Regions from separate parts of the Pan troglodytes genome. Here region 2 is linked to region 1. Evidence: chromatin contacts called from public HiChIP or PLAC-seq data. All regions are on one chromosome and are shown on one strand. Each heading gives the region's core, a stretch centred on a gene start, on an enhancer-like site or on the middle of the called end of the contact. The rest is flanking DNA. Distances are from core to core; before and after follow the strand shown.

Region 1 (6,815 bases), core at 3,049-5,548:
AAAAATTAGCCAGGCGTGGTGGCATGTGCTTGTAATCCCAGCTACTCGGGAGGCTGAGGCAGAAGAATCACTTGAACCTGGGAGGCAGAAGTTGCAATGAGCCAAGATCACACCACTGCACTCCAGCCTAGGTGACAGTGAGACTGTCTCAAAAAAGGAGTGGCCTTCTCACCCACCTCCTTCTACCTGGGCCTGGTCCTTTCGCAGCCCCCTTCCCACCAACATAGCCCTCTAAACGCCCCCAGCCCCCACACAGCTCTGGTCTGACAGCACTGCCGAGGATGCCCACTAACTTTCTGGCGTTCACCATAGGAGGGCTTTCATTTCCTCTTTCTCTTTTTGTGTCTAGAGCAAATCACATAGCAAGGCAGGACAAGAGCACAGCTCAGCAGAGCTGGGGGTCCCTTACCTGACCCATGGTAGGGCAGTTAGGCAGGTGCACCTCCCTCAGCCTTCACCTCCACCAGAAGAAAGAGACATACCAAACAGTTTGCACACAAATTTATTTGGGAGAAACATCCAGGGACTAGGGGACAAGAGAGGAAACCTGGTGGGCAGTAGGGCTGGGGGGTGCAGAGTAGGAGTAAGTGTGCTAAAGGGCATCAACCAAGAGGAAGAGCCAAGGCTGGGGTCCAGTGGCTGGAGGGAGGCAAGGAGGGCTGGTATGAGGGACTAGAAGTCCTGGCCAAGCCCAGATAGAAGTCAGGAAGGTGGCTGGAAACTGGTGGAATTTTACACCAAAGTTTGCTGCAGTCACACTAAGGAGTATAGAGCCCTCTGTTTTGAGGGTCATTGCAGAAATCCAGGAAGCAGCATTGAGAGAATATCCAGAAGCCAGACACCGGAGAAGTTCGGGTATTTGAACAATCACTCATCTGCTCCTTACTTCGGCAGTCACTCACCATGACGTCAGAACCGCTGCCTGGGGAGGGACAGTGGGCACCAGTGATACGGAAGTCCCCAGGAAGAGCCCCAAATCCTCTCATCCCCACACTCATAAGTCAAAAAAAAAAAAAAAAAAAAGAAAAAGAAAAGATTCCTGTAGTTAGGCATGGGTGGACATGCCCAGTGTTCACCAGCCATGGAACTCCACTGAAGTTCCCATGCAAGGCTGGAGGAAAAGAGCCATATGAAATGTAATGGTTGGAGGGGGAGTTGGGAGTTACTGAGCCAAGTGAGGAGAACTAGCACCATAGGACCATGTGAGAAAAAGCTGGGAAATGTTTTGGAGATTGGGTGGCAGGAAGGAGGTGTATTGTTATTTATTTTTCAGACCAAAAGTAAGAGAATAAGATGATGTCTGCTGCTGTTATACATAATAGAGAAAAATCTTTGTGCCTGCATCCCAAGAAGTCATGTTCAGGGATGTTTGCTGCTGCCCTGCTTGAGAGAAATGACCAAAATGCCCATCAATAGTGGGATGGGGAAATCAGCTGTGATATGCGCATGCTATGGAGTAGTATACAGCAGGTCAATAAAACAAGGAAGCTGTTTACAAACTGATATCGGAACATTCAGTTCCCCTAACTGTTAAATGTGGAATAATGTTTACAGTGGGATGCTACTATCTTGGGTTGGGGCGGGGGAAGAGGTGAAAAAATAGTAAACAGCATATTTGTGCAGGGTGGAATGTGCATAAAAGATTGCAGGAGGGATCATCCAGAAAGTAAAAAAAGTGGTCACATGTGCAGGGGAGCCAGGTGGGTTAGGGTAGTAGCGGGAGACTTTGGTTTGATGGTATTGTATACTCTGATATTTGACCCACATCTGTGCATCGGCTATGTTAAAAGGGTAGTAAGAGGATTTGAACACAGGCAGCTGCATGCAGTGGTTGTTGAGAGCACCATCTCTGGAGCCATCACAAATTCTGGCTCAGCATCTGTGAGACTCAGGCAAGGTTATGACCTTTCTGCACCTGTTCCCTCATCTGTAAAATGCAGATAGTAATAATACCTGCCTCAGCGGATTGCAAGTGTTTAGAACAGTGCCTAGCACATATTATGTGTTACATTTTTGCTAACTTAAGAAAGGTGGGGGGTCGGTGGAAGAGCAGGCATCGGGAAGGAGTCAATTTTCAGCGAGGGAGATGTCCAGTGGTCAACGGGATATGAGGAGAGCGGTTTGACATAACATTCAGATTCAGAAGGAAGTGGTATGTGGCTGCTGGTTGAAGCCAGCAAAGCAGATAAAATCCTCTGCTTTTGAGTATATGAAGTGGGAAGACAGCTAAGGACCAAACCTTGGTGAACATGAACCACTAAGGGTCAGAGAGAAAACGCTCCATGAAGGAGACTGAAGAAGCCGTGGAGGATGCAGGAGAAGAGCAACACCAGCAGTAACTGCAGACAGATGCGGAAGCAGACAGCTTGAGGACAGGCAAGGGCACCTGGAGATCTGGAGGGTCCCCGTCAAAGCTGCGCACCTTGATAGGGTAGAAGCTATTCAGCTACAGATTGAGGAGAGAAGGTTAGTGGAAGTGGAGACAGAGTGTGGCTCTGAAGAAAAGGGAAGAGAGGCTGGGCACGGTGGCTCACGCCTGTAATCCCAGCACTCTGGGAAGCTAAGGTGGGTGGATCACCTGAGGTCAGGAGTTCGAGACCAGCCTGGCCAACATGGTGAATCCCCATCTCTACTAAAAATACAAAAAATTAGCTGGGCGTGGTGGCGTGCACCTTTAATCCCAGCTGCTTGGGAGACTGAGGCACAAGAATTGCTTGAACTGGGGAGGTGGAGGTTGCAGTGAGCCAAGATTGCGCCACTGCACTCCAGCCTGGGTGACAGAGCAGCAAAAAAAAAAAAAAAAAAAAAAGACAGGATTGGAGCAATGTCTTATGGGATTATGGGAACAAGACTTGGGGTGCAGCTTAGGAGGCTGAGAGAGTTTCCGTTTGGGAGAGTGCTGGGCCCATGACAGGAGAAGGCCACTTACTGTTCTTTATGTGGAGAGTGATGCAGCTGCTGCCAGCCGGGGTGAGGCAGATGTCAGATCCCAGAAGGTACCCTAACTCCTCGGTCTCCAAGAGGCATCGGTAGCAGCGCAGGTATTTGGGGAATGGAAGTGGTTGAGGGGGTTCCCAATTGACAGGAACAAACTTACCTAGAACACAGAGAAGTGCTGACCCCACTCACACCCCATTCTACCTCACACCCTACCACTGCCTGATTCTAGGCCACTCAACCCCACTCCTCCCTCCCTTCCTGTCTCAGAAAACCATCAAAGCCCCAATTCTCTGCTTCCTTCCCCAATTGCATACACATACATCCCCCTTTTCCTCTGGTCCTAAGGCCAGACCACATGTTAACAAATCCCCAGACCCAGCAGAGCACTTGGTGTTAGGCAGAGGAAAGTGCTAAACCAACACTTTGAATCCTATGTCTCTGTGGCTGGTGCTTTGCAGCCAAGTGGGGAGCCCAGCAGGCTGGACTCAGTCTTGTTCTATCCTGTGGATTCTGGTTTTCTCATCCAGCACACTCCCTAACCCTCCCTATTCTATGTTGCCCTCAGATCCGGAGAGGATTCCTTCAGTATCTCTATTCAGGTCACTGCTGTGAAGTGAGACAGCCCTGGGGTGGTCACTAGAAATCTCCTTCAGAGGGGTGCGGTGGCTCACGCCTGTAATCCCAGCACTTTGGGAGGCCAAGGCGAGCAGGTACCTGAGGTCAGGAGTTCGAGACCAGCCTGGCCAACATGGTGAAACCCCGTCTCTACTAAATATACAAAAATTAGCTGGGCTTGGTGGCTCATGCCTGTAATCCCAGTTATTCGGGAGGCTGAGGCATGAGAATCGCTTGAACCCAGGAGGTGGAGGTTGCAGTGAGCCGAGATCTTGCCACTGCACTCCGGCCTGGGATACAGAGCGAGACTCCATCTCAAAAATAATAATAATAATAAATTTTTAAAAATCTTCAGATTGCACATCAGTCCATGAGCAGGCATTCCCTACCAAACCCATCTGTCCCATCTCTCCTCCTGCATGGGTTTACCTGAGCATCCTGGACAGGTGTACCCAGACACTTGGTGTCTGTGGGTTTCTCCATCCAGGCCAGGAGACCCTTCTGAACCCTTGGAGCCACTTACCAAACACCAAGCTCATCATGACCAGCACTATTAAGAGGACCGTGTAGAGGGCTTGGGGGCTGCTGTGGAAGCACAGGGGACCCAGACTCTGGCTCCCTGCAGGGCCTGCCATAAAACGCATGACTGCCTGCTGGCCTCCAGTTTGGGCTTATATTGGTGGAAGAGAGGTTGGCCAAGAGGAAGGAGAGAGGCAACACCAGCTCAGGGTGGAAATCCGTGCCAGACCAGCCAGAGGGGCAGAATGTTCGCACCCACAGCCACTCTGGGGCATAACATCCTGCTTGAGGGCAGGGGACCAGCAATAGGGGAATGAGAAAAGGAACTGTCTTTCCTATTAATTGGACAGATGTTTATTGAATCACTGCATCAGGTGTTGGGGATACAACCCTGCACAGTCTCCACCCTCACAGGGCACAGTCTAGTAGGGGAGACAAGTCCACCAGCAATGATGTGGGGAGGGCAGAGTGCTGCCAGGAGCACCTCGACAGTTAAACCACTGACCAGAGGGATTTCGGCAGAGGAGTAACTTGATCGGATTTCTGTTTATAAAAGATTGCCATGGCTGCACATTGCATTTGGGTCAAGAGTGGAGGCCGCCGGGAAGTAGGACGCTATTCCCGAGTCCGGTCACAAGATGGCGGACTGGTCCGGCAGAAGACGAGCAGGGACGAGGAAGCGGGGCTAATGAACCTGAGATACAGTTAGAAGACTGGACAGATTTGCTGTTGGACTGAACGAGGGGTGAGGGAACAGGGGTAGGCTTGCACAAGGAAGTGGTACCATTTTCCAAGATAGGAAACATGTGGTCTGTCTCAAAAAAAAAAAAAAAAAAAAGCAAATAGGGGGTGCCCAGTCCCACTTCTCATACCCTGGGGACACCTGTCAGACATCCTAAAACAAGGACACCTGGATCCCAAGCGATACGTACTCAGCTCAGTGCCCCCTTGGGGTTCCAGGAACCCAGCGCCTTCCCTCACCTCATCCTTTTTCCTGCCCCGCCTGTGCTCAGCTGCGGCTCAGTGGGCCTGAACTCCGGAGCCCACAGAATCTGGCGCTGGGCGTCCGCTCTCCGCGCCTGACCGCACCTCAGAACTCCGGTAGGACGGGGGGGTGGCCCCCCGCTCAAGCTCTGTTCCCTGGGGAAGAAACCTGGAAAGTGCGAACCGCGCGTCGGGACCCAAGCGTCGGGCCCCAGCGGATATCCGGAGCCCGAAGCGGCTCCCCAGGAAGGCGGCGCCGTAGCGCCATTCTCCCTCCCAGGCGAATTCTGGAGACCGCGGCCCCAGGCGTCTCACCCATTTTCTCCGCTGGGGACCCGCTGGGCTCCCCATCCTCGCCTACTCGGTCCCCACCCCACCAGCTCAGTCTTGACTCAGAAACTCAGGGTTTTTACTTTTAGGATCGTTGGGCTGTGCGTTAGGGGAGGAGGGGGTCCTCAGCGTCCAGGAACGACACCACCTGCTCCAATTTCCCGTCTGGAGGTTCTGGTCGAGGCTCCGAACTCGGGTTCCCTGCTACCTCCCAGACTATTCAAGAATTATCCAGTCCCAGGATGATAAGGGGGAAGATGGGAAGAAACAGACGGGAGACGCCCGCCCAGAAAGACTGCGGGAAGAAAGAAATTCGAGAGGAAACTGCACGCCACTGAGCGCCTCCCAAAAGCCTTGGAATGAATGAATTTAAAAACTATATTAGAGCCGGACTGCGGTGGCTCACGCCTGTAATCCCAGCACTTTGGGAGGCCAAGGCGGGTGGACTACCTGAGGTCAGGAGTTCGCGCCCAGCCTGGCTAACATGGTGAAACCCCGTTTCTACTACAAATACCAAAAATTAGCCGGGCGTGGCGGCGTGCGCCTGTAATCCCAGCCACTTGGGAGGCTGAGGCAGGAGAATCGCTTGAACACGGGAGGCGGAGGTTGCAGTGAGCCGAGATCGTGCCATTGCACTCCAGCTTGGGCAACAAGAGCGAGACTCCGTCTCAAAAAAACCAAAAACAGAAACAAAAACAAAAAACTGTGTTAGGCCAGGTGCAGTGGCTCACGACTGAAACCTCATTACTTTGGGAGGCCAAGGAGGGAGGATCTCTTGAGCCCAAGAGTTCGAGACCAGCCTGGGCAATATAGCGAGACCCCATCCCTACAAAAAAAAGTTGAAAAAAATTAGCGGGGTGTGGTGGCATGCGCCTGTAGTCCCAGCTACTCGGGAGGCTGAGGTGGGAGGATCACTTGAACCCAGGAGGTCGAGGCTGCAGTGATCGCGCCACTGCTGTCTCAAATAACAAAAATGATAATACTTTAAAAATAAAATAAATTGGCCGGGCCTGGTGGCTCACGCCTGTAATCCCAGCACTTTGGGAGGCCAAGGTGGAGGTATCATTCATGGTCAGGAGTTCGCAACCAGCCTGAGCAACATGGTGAAACCCCGTCTCTATCAAAAAATACAAAAACATTAGCCAGGTGTGGTGGCGCACGCCTGTAGTCCTGGCTACTCGGGAGGCTGAGGCAGGAGAATCTCTTGAACCTGGAAGGCAGAGGTTGCAGTGAGCCGAGATCGCACCACTGCACTCCAGCCTGGGCGACAGAGTGAGACTCTGTCTTAAAGAAATAATAACACAAAATAAATTGTATTAGAGAAAAGCCAGAGTAGTGGAGAACTGCAGAGGAACGCGGGGCACCTACATAAATGTCTTGAATGAATGAGTGCACAGAGTGATAGACAAAAAGAATCAGAGGGCCGG
Region 2 (7,057 bases), core at 2,831-5,330, 50 kb after region 1:
TACAAGGTACTACAGCACTTTGTCCACTCTCCAGGCTTACCTGTGTCATTCCATGTGCACATCTTAGAAAATGCCAGCCTTAGAGAATTCTCCCTAGCCCCAAAATATCTTTGCCCAGTGCAATTCCTTCTTCCTGTATTGCCCCTTTCCCTCCTTCACACTATCTGCCTGGCTAATTCTTATTTATCCTTAGTTCAAGTATGGCCTTTTCTGGGAAGGTGACCCTCCTTGGCCACCCCTTGCATATACTTTGATGCCCTAGGGCACACCCCCTTTATTTCCCTCATAGAAACAGCCTTCTGTAAATTGTTCCATGACAACCTGTATTTCAATTTGTAAGAAATTTGCATGTACTGTGAGCTCCCCAACGTCAGGAGACTGACCCTTTTGATATCATTGCTAAGCCTCATTAAATGAATGAATGAAAATGAATGTCCCTGGAAGTGTCATTTCTTTTTCTTTATCAAATAGGGGTGGACTGGTAATCTACCAGTCTCTGAATCATCTAACATTTAGATAAATTCAGTGAGCAATCCACCCATACACTCTTTTCTCTGCCCTGGACACACTTCCCATGATAGAAATTCTGTCTTGTTCATCTTGTGCTCAAGTACCTATGACATGGTTGGGCAATGAGTTGGTAAGTACCTAACAAGATTTTTGAATAAGAGGCCTTCTTCCCTGCACTGACCCCAAACTCAGGTTTCAGCCCTGCCCTATCCCTTTGCCCCAGTAAGACACCAGTCACAGCCCAGTCTAAAAGGTCAATTCTATTTTATTGGTTCTGAGAGGGAGGACTCACCCAGTGGATCCTTTTCCCTACACTCTCCCTTCCCCCAATATTGAGGCGCTCTCCCAACTACTGCCTATTCAGCATTCTCTATCTAACCCTCCTTCCCCTTCTACTTCCTATACTATCCTACCCCTGGCCAGCAGTACCCCAAGGCCAGGCCCTCAGCTGTGGGGGCGTGTGCTGAGCACCAAGCAGAGGGAGCTGAGCCCGGCGCCAGCCTTCTCCAGTTCTGAGCAGGACACAGGTACCAGGGTGACATCAGAGAGCTTCTGCAGTGCCTGCATAGGGAAGACATGGAGTGGGGAGAGGGGAGTGAGACCTCAGACTGAGCCAGGCCACTCTTCCAGCCAGCTCAGAGTGGCCCCACCCAGGCTTCTAGAGAAGGTACCCTTCCTTCCTCCCACTAGGAAAGCCTGAAACTCTTTTCTCTGATGGTGCTTGGTGTTGGAGTTCCTGCCCTCTCTCACCTCCTGGCTGTTGGGCAGATCCCCACCTCCACGGTGCAGGAGGAAAGGGGGCACACCAGGCAACCCAGGACGAAGAAAGAGACAGTCAGCAGCTGCGTCATCTGGGAGGGTCAGGGAGGCATATGGGTGATCTGTCAGCACTGCCATTGCCTAGAGGAAAGAGGAAGTGTTCGAGTCTCAGAACCTCTCCACAGCTGAGTCTGCCTGCTCAACCACCACTAAGGGCTGGGGACGGACTGACATTTGTGGAAAATAATGACAGCAAGCACATAGAGCTTACGGTATGTCAGACACTAAGTACTTTAGTTACCTTTGCTAATTTCCACCTTGGAATCACATGCGGTTATTTTCAACCCCCTACCTTCCCCAGCCCCTCCTATCTGTCCTACCCATCCTTAGAGTCACAGTTTAGGTGCCACCTTTGGGGTTTCCTGAAACTCCGGAAGAGCAAATTAATCACCCCTGTTCCCAGTCCTGCTGTTGTAACTTCTTATTTTCTCCTGTGTTCTTTCACATAAGATGGACAGCCCATTGAGGGCAGGGGTTAGGGCTAACTTCCTAAGCCTCCCAGCTCCCGGCCTCCCGGGCCCAGAACTGCGCCCACTTTCGTTGGACCCGCCCCCTCCTCACCCGGACAGCCTTTTGGGCAGCGTCGCTGCTGCCTGCCACAACAGTGCGAGGTCCCCCCATGCCGCAGAGACCGCGCAGGTGGGAGGGACCCGAGACTGGCACAGTGGAGACGGCGAAGTCCTAGGGAGAGCGAAGGGAGGTATTCAGGGGCGCGGGAGGGGTGATGGGGTATCTTCAAACATAGGCTGCTCTCTGCCTCTCATTTCCTCAGCGGGCGCCCAGGCCCTTCCGACCCCCACCTGCACCCCGCTCCCTCCCTAGGCTGGTCCCGCTCCGCACCCGGAACGTGTCCGCCACGATCTCAGCTCCTCGGTGATTGGTCCATTTGGAGAGGCCTACGAAAAACTCCCGGCCTGAGTCCGGCAGGCCGCGGAGGTTTGAGGGCAGGAGTGAGTGAGAAACAAGGCTCCAGACGGCCGAGTCTCCCAAACTCTACTTCCCTGTGCCAAGACCTACGGGTGCCTCCCCCCAGCCTCACCGGTGAAGAGAACGTCAGTGCCATCCAGCGTCGCGTTCTGGTCTCCTATTTCCACAATTCGGAGCCCCAGGTCTTGCAGGGCTTTGCGGACTCCATCGACCTTAGGATAGGAGAAGAGGGCACGGAGCTGTGACACCCCCATCCTCAATTATTCCCCAAAGCCCCGACATCCAGCTCCTTCTGCCTTTCCCCATACCACACCCGCGCCACAGCGCTCACCTCTGGCCTACGAGCGGGGCTCCAGGGCCGCGTGATTAGGGCCGTGTCCCCTTGGATCACGGCCGTGTCGCCAAGCAGCGGTCCCAGCGGCAATGACTCCTCAGGTGGCAGTTCTAGCAGCTGTAGCCCCAGTCGTTGCCTCAGTTTACCTCCCAGCACCCCGTGCTCCCTTTGAGCTTTGGCCAGATCCAGAGCCGGAAGGCCAGCCCCCGCACCTTCCCCCGACGCCAGGCTCTCTGGGACTCCCCGGATCAGGGCATGGGAGCAGCGGCCCAGCCCCTCCCCCGGCGTCCCCATCCCATCCACACAGACTCCCCCTCCAACCGCTCGGATTTCTTAGTTTTCTTGTTTCTTCACCTGTCTGGGAGAAGAAACAGAAAAGGAGGAGACAGAGAAAAAGACATGCAGACAAGGGCGTTGGGGGTGAAGAGCGCCCAGGTCTTCCTCCTGCCATCTCTAGGCGTCCCTCCCACTTCGCCCCACCCCCTCCAGACCTTCCGCTCCTGTCGACCTCACTCTACCCAGCACCCTCAGTGGTCAGATTCTTTAAGAGGAGCCTGAGGAACAAGGCTAGGGTCTCTAATCTCCAAAACACCTGTTGCCCCTGCTTGGGGGCTTGTGAGGTCCCTGTCGGGCGCCCCTCTTGGCAGCCACTAGGATGCGCTCACTCCCCAAAAATGCAGCAGCCTCGCCCCCTTAACCCTCAGCTGCTCGCTACTGCAGGGACTTGAAGTCCGGCCCGGGACCCGCAGGGGTTATGGGACAGAAGGAGAAAGCTGGAGAGGCAGGGGCTGGGGAATGGAAGTCCTGAATACCCGAACGAGAAGGGAGAGAGGTGGGTAGGAAGGGAGGAGTTCGAGCCTAAGGAGTTAAGCATCCTCTCTCCGCGCTGGCTGGTCACGCTGCCCCTAGCACGACCTAGTATAAACCAGACCGAGTCCCGAAGGACTGGGAGAGGTCTAAAACGAAATGCGATGGGCGGGGAAACAGGGGGCGTGGTTCCGGGGCGCTGGCGCTACTCCCGGCTCCAGGACCCGGTTCCCCGTCTATGTCCCAAAGTCCACCCCGCCTAGCTCCGCGCCCAAATACCGGCTCCCCATACTCTCTGTCTGGTGCAGGCATGGGCCCGGCACCCCCAAACTCCGGCCCCCATACGGTTCAGGGCCCCCCACGCAAGACTCACCTCCAGCGGCCACCCCCACTCCTGTCGCGCTGTGATCTCGGCTGGGGCCCCACCCCCAGAGGACTGAGTTGGTGGAGAAGGGAGTCCCCGTCTTCAAGCCTCGGGGACTGGGAGCTCTGGCTTTTAGCGGGGGTCCTTGGGTAGGCGAGCTCATATACTACCATGGGGCAGGGGCGCGACGGTCTGGCGGCTCCGGGGCATTGTCTAAGCGGGACGGGGCGGGGCTTCTTCGGGCCACGCCCATCCCGCCCTGCTAAGCCGCGCCCATTACATCCAGACTGCGCCCCCCTTGCCAGAAATCGGCACCGCCCAGCGAGCGCTGCCCAGCCCCACCCAGATCTGGCCGGCCCTGGCGACGGGGCTGCAAACGCTTCGTAGACCTCAGAACAGCGCAACGGCGGACCGGCGGACCGGCAAGAAACATAGCAGCCCCACCACAAACATTTCCCTTCTTAATTCCTGGCTTCTGCCCTGAGCTTAAGATCACTGACCCACCCCTCATTCCATGTCGCCCACACTTCAAACCCCCATTGCGTAAAAACACTTGATTTTTATTCTGTATTTTACTACTGAAATATGTTGTCCTACCCATCCCACCCCACAATAAAAATCTGACCAGGCCCCCCATTTCTTTCCCTCATCCCCTCTTCCACCACACCATCCCGGAACAAGTGCTCCAGGATTCCCTGCCCACTGGCCATTTTGGAGTGTGTCCATTGGGTAGCAATGTGGAAACCACCAGGGCCTTTGTGGAGAAAATGGAGGGGGTTGAGGGAGTCCCAGGAGGGGCTTATTTGAGGGCCTTTGCCACTTGCTCATAGGCGAGCTCGATCTCCTCATCATCTGGACAGGTGGAAGCGAATTCTTCCCGGGCGTAGGCATTGCTCAAGTACCGATGCACTCCCCGGAAGGCCTCGGGGATGGTGAATCCCCGGTACTTCTTACACACCACCTGAGGATGGGGAGAGGAGAGGGACCAACATGTTAGCCCCAGGGAAGCCACCTTGGCTTTCCCTTCTCCCCAGGCCGACATGATAAAACCAGCTCAACTCCTCACTGTCTTGTACTGTCGTTAGCCTTCCTTTTCACTTACTGAAATCCTGGCTTTTAATAACCAGCCATTTTTCCTGAGTTTTTAAAACTTGAGATATAATTTACTTATAAAATTCTCCTCTTGAATTTCCACAGTGACTTTTTCCCCCTATACCACTTCAGGCACTGACACAGGTGACTTTTGTCTCTATATTTTTCATCAGACTTTTTTTTTTTTGAGATGGAGTCTTGCTGTCACCCAGGCTGGAGTGCAATGGCGCGATCTTGGCTCCCTGCAACCTCCGCCTCCCGGGTTCAAGTGATTCTCCTGCCTCAGCCTCCCAAATAGCTGTGATTACAGGTGCCCACCACCATGTGTGGCTAATTTTTGTAATTTTAGTAGAGATGGGGTTTCACCATGTTGGCCAGGCTGATCTCGAACTCCTAACCTCAGGTGGTCCACCAGCCTTGGCGGCCCAAAGTGTTGGGATTATAGGCCTGAGCCACCGCGCCCGGCCCATCTGACTTTTCATCATATATTCTTAACTTTCATGTGAATATTTTATTGTCTCAGATTTCAACCCTTTGAGAGCAAGGCCCAGTCACTATACACTTGTGTATCTTTCAATGCTTAGTACACAGATGTTCACTACATAGTTGTGTGGCAGACTGATGTCAGGCCCATGTTGCACAAACTAAACCATAGCTTTGAGACTATGACAAAAACATGGGAACCAGCAGTTTTGATCTTCCACAAGAGGAAGTGAAGACTGAAGCTATAAAGAAAGTTAAAACTTTGACTTTAGGAAAAGCCTGCTCTGTCTAATCTGGGAATTTGGCAGTGATACCGAGACAGGAAGAGCATTCTTCAAAAGTAATACTGGGATGTATTCCTCTTTGCTAGTCTGTTTGCACCCATGACTTACATCATGGAATATAATTATCTCAAGCAGTGGTCTTGTTAGCAATGACTGCTGCAAAGGACTGGGGTGGGGTCTGCCATTGGTAGCAATTTATGAAAACCACCCTAAGAAAGAAATCATCTTTAGAGTGGTTGTCAGGGGAAGCCCATGTGGGAGCTCCTTAAAGGGCCACTCCAGTGGTCATCCTCTCCTCCCGCAATAACCACACACCTGTACTATGTGTAACTTTGGCAACAGGTTGCAGTCAGCCAGGGTGAGCTCATTGCCATCCAGAAACTTCCTCTGAGAGACACCTTCATCTTCAGCACTGGTTTCATCCACTTCTTCTGGGAGGGGGGATGTTAAGTAATTGTCTAAAACCTTCAGGGCTTTCAGGAGTCCCTTCTCCAGATCTGTGCAAGAGAGGGAATTGATTAGAACTTCAGGAAAAGATTGACATAGTCCGAAAAGGCCCGTTGGGGGTGGATACTAATGGTGAGTCCAAAATAGTAATAGCTAACACTCATGTAGTTACTTTTCTATGTGTTATTCTAAGCACTTTACCTTTTATTTTATTTTATGTTAGACAGAGTCTTGCTCCGTTGCCCAGGCTGGAGTGCAGTGGCATGATCCCGGCTCACTGCAACCTCTGCCTCCTAGATTCAAATGATTCTCCTGCCTCAGCCTCCTGAGTAGCTGGGATTACAGGTGCCTGCCACCACACCTGGCTAATTTTTGTATTTTTTTTAGTAGAGACCAGTCATGTTGGCCAGGCTGGTCTCCAACTCCTAACCTCAGGTGGTGCGCTAGCCTCGGCCTCCCAAAGTGAACACTTTACATTTTACAAACTCATTTATATCGCCGGGTGCAGTGGCTCACTCCTGTAATCCCAGCACTTTGGGAGGCCGAGGCAGGTGGATCACCTGAGGTCGGGAGTTCAAGACCAGCCTGGCCAACATGGTGAAACCCTGTCTCTACTAAAAATACAAAAATTAGCTGGGTGTGGTGATGCACGTCTGTAATCCCAGCTACTCAGGAGGCTGAGGCAGGAGAATTGCTTGAACCCGGCAGGCAGAGGTTGCAGTGAGCTGACTGCACCACTGCACTCCAGCCTGGGAGACAGAACGAGACTCCATCTCAAAAAAAAAAGAAAAAAAAAATTTATATCAACCCATGAAATAAGTATTGTCATCCTAATTTTGTGGATCTGGAAATGGACTTACAGAGAGGTGAAATGATTGCTCAAAATTATACGGCTAGTTGGATTTGTACTCAGGTAGTCTGGATCTAGAGTGATGACTGTTCTTAAGCATGACCCTATTCTGCCAGAAAACAGGCCAGCAGCCAACTAAC

What was found. HiChIP or PLAC-seq counts read pairs in DNA pulled down with a chosen protein or histone mark.
Region 2: an H3K4me3 HiChIP or PLAC-seq map of stem cell-derived excitatory neurons shows a contact between it and region 1, with 4 times the contacts expected there. The contact joins the promoter of DDAH2 here to the promoter of LY6G5C in region 1. A contact is called at or near these places in 1 of 7 Hi-C or Micro-C datasets (induced pluripotent stem cells) and 1 of 1 datasets of contacts at active chromatin or transcription factors (stem cell-derived excitatory neurons).

What each region holds. Positions count from the first base shown.
Region 1 is chr5:37,473,477-37,480,291 of NHGRI_mPanTro3-v2.0_pri, forward strand. It overlaps LY6G5C (lymphocyte antigen 6 family member G5C), which reads right to left and starts at 4,299. Exons shown (of 3, transcript XM_054686760.2): 1 at 4,079-4,299; 2 at 2,930-3,097; 3 at 485-922. The coding sequence starts at 4,199. The coding sequence ends at 759. LOC134810192 (a long non-coding RNA gene) reads right to left here. Exons shown (of 3, transcript XR_010157684.1): 1 at 5,472-6,815; 2 at 5,056-5,227; 3 at 4,409-4,768.
Region 2 is chr5:37,523,768-37,530,824 of NHGRI_mPanTro3-v2.0_pri, forward strand. It overlaps DDAH2 (DDAH family member 2, ADMA-independent), which reads right to left and starts at 4,081. Exons shown (of 7, transcript XM_001159196.7): 1 at 3,771-4,081; 2 at 2,588-2,948; 3 at 2,369-2,468; 4 at 2,170-2,243; 5 at 1,891-2,010; 6 at 1,261-1,410; 7 at 758-1,071. The coding sequence starts at 2,884. The coding sequence ends at 955. CLIC1 (chloride intracellular channel 1) reads right to left here. Exons shown (of 8, transcript XM_063812353.1): 7 at 5,936-6,117; 8 at 4,301-4,722. The coding sequence ends at 4,561. MPIG6B (megakaryocyte and platelet inhibitory receptor G6b) reads left to right here. Exons shown (of 6, transcript XM_001158856.7): 6 at 1-432.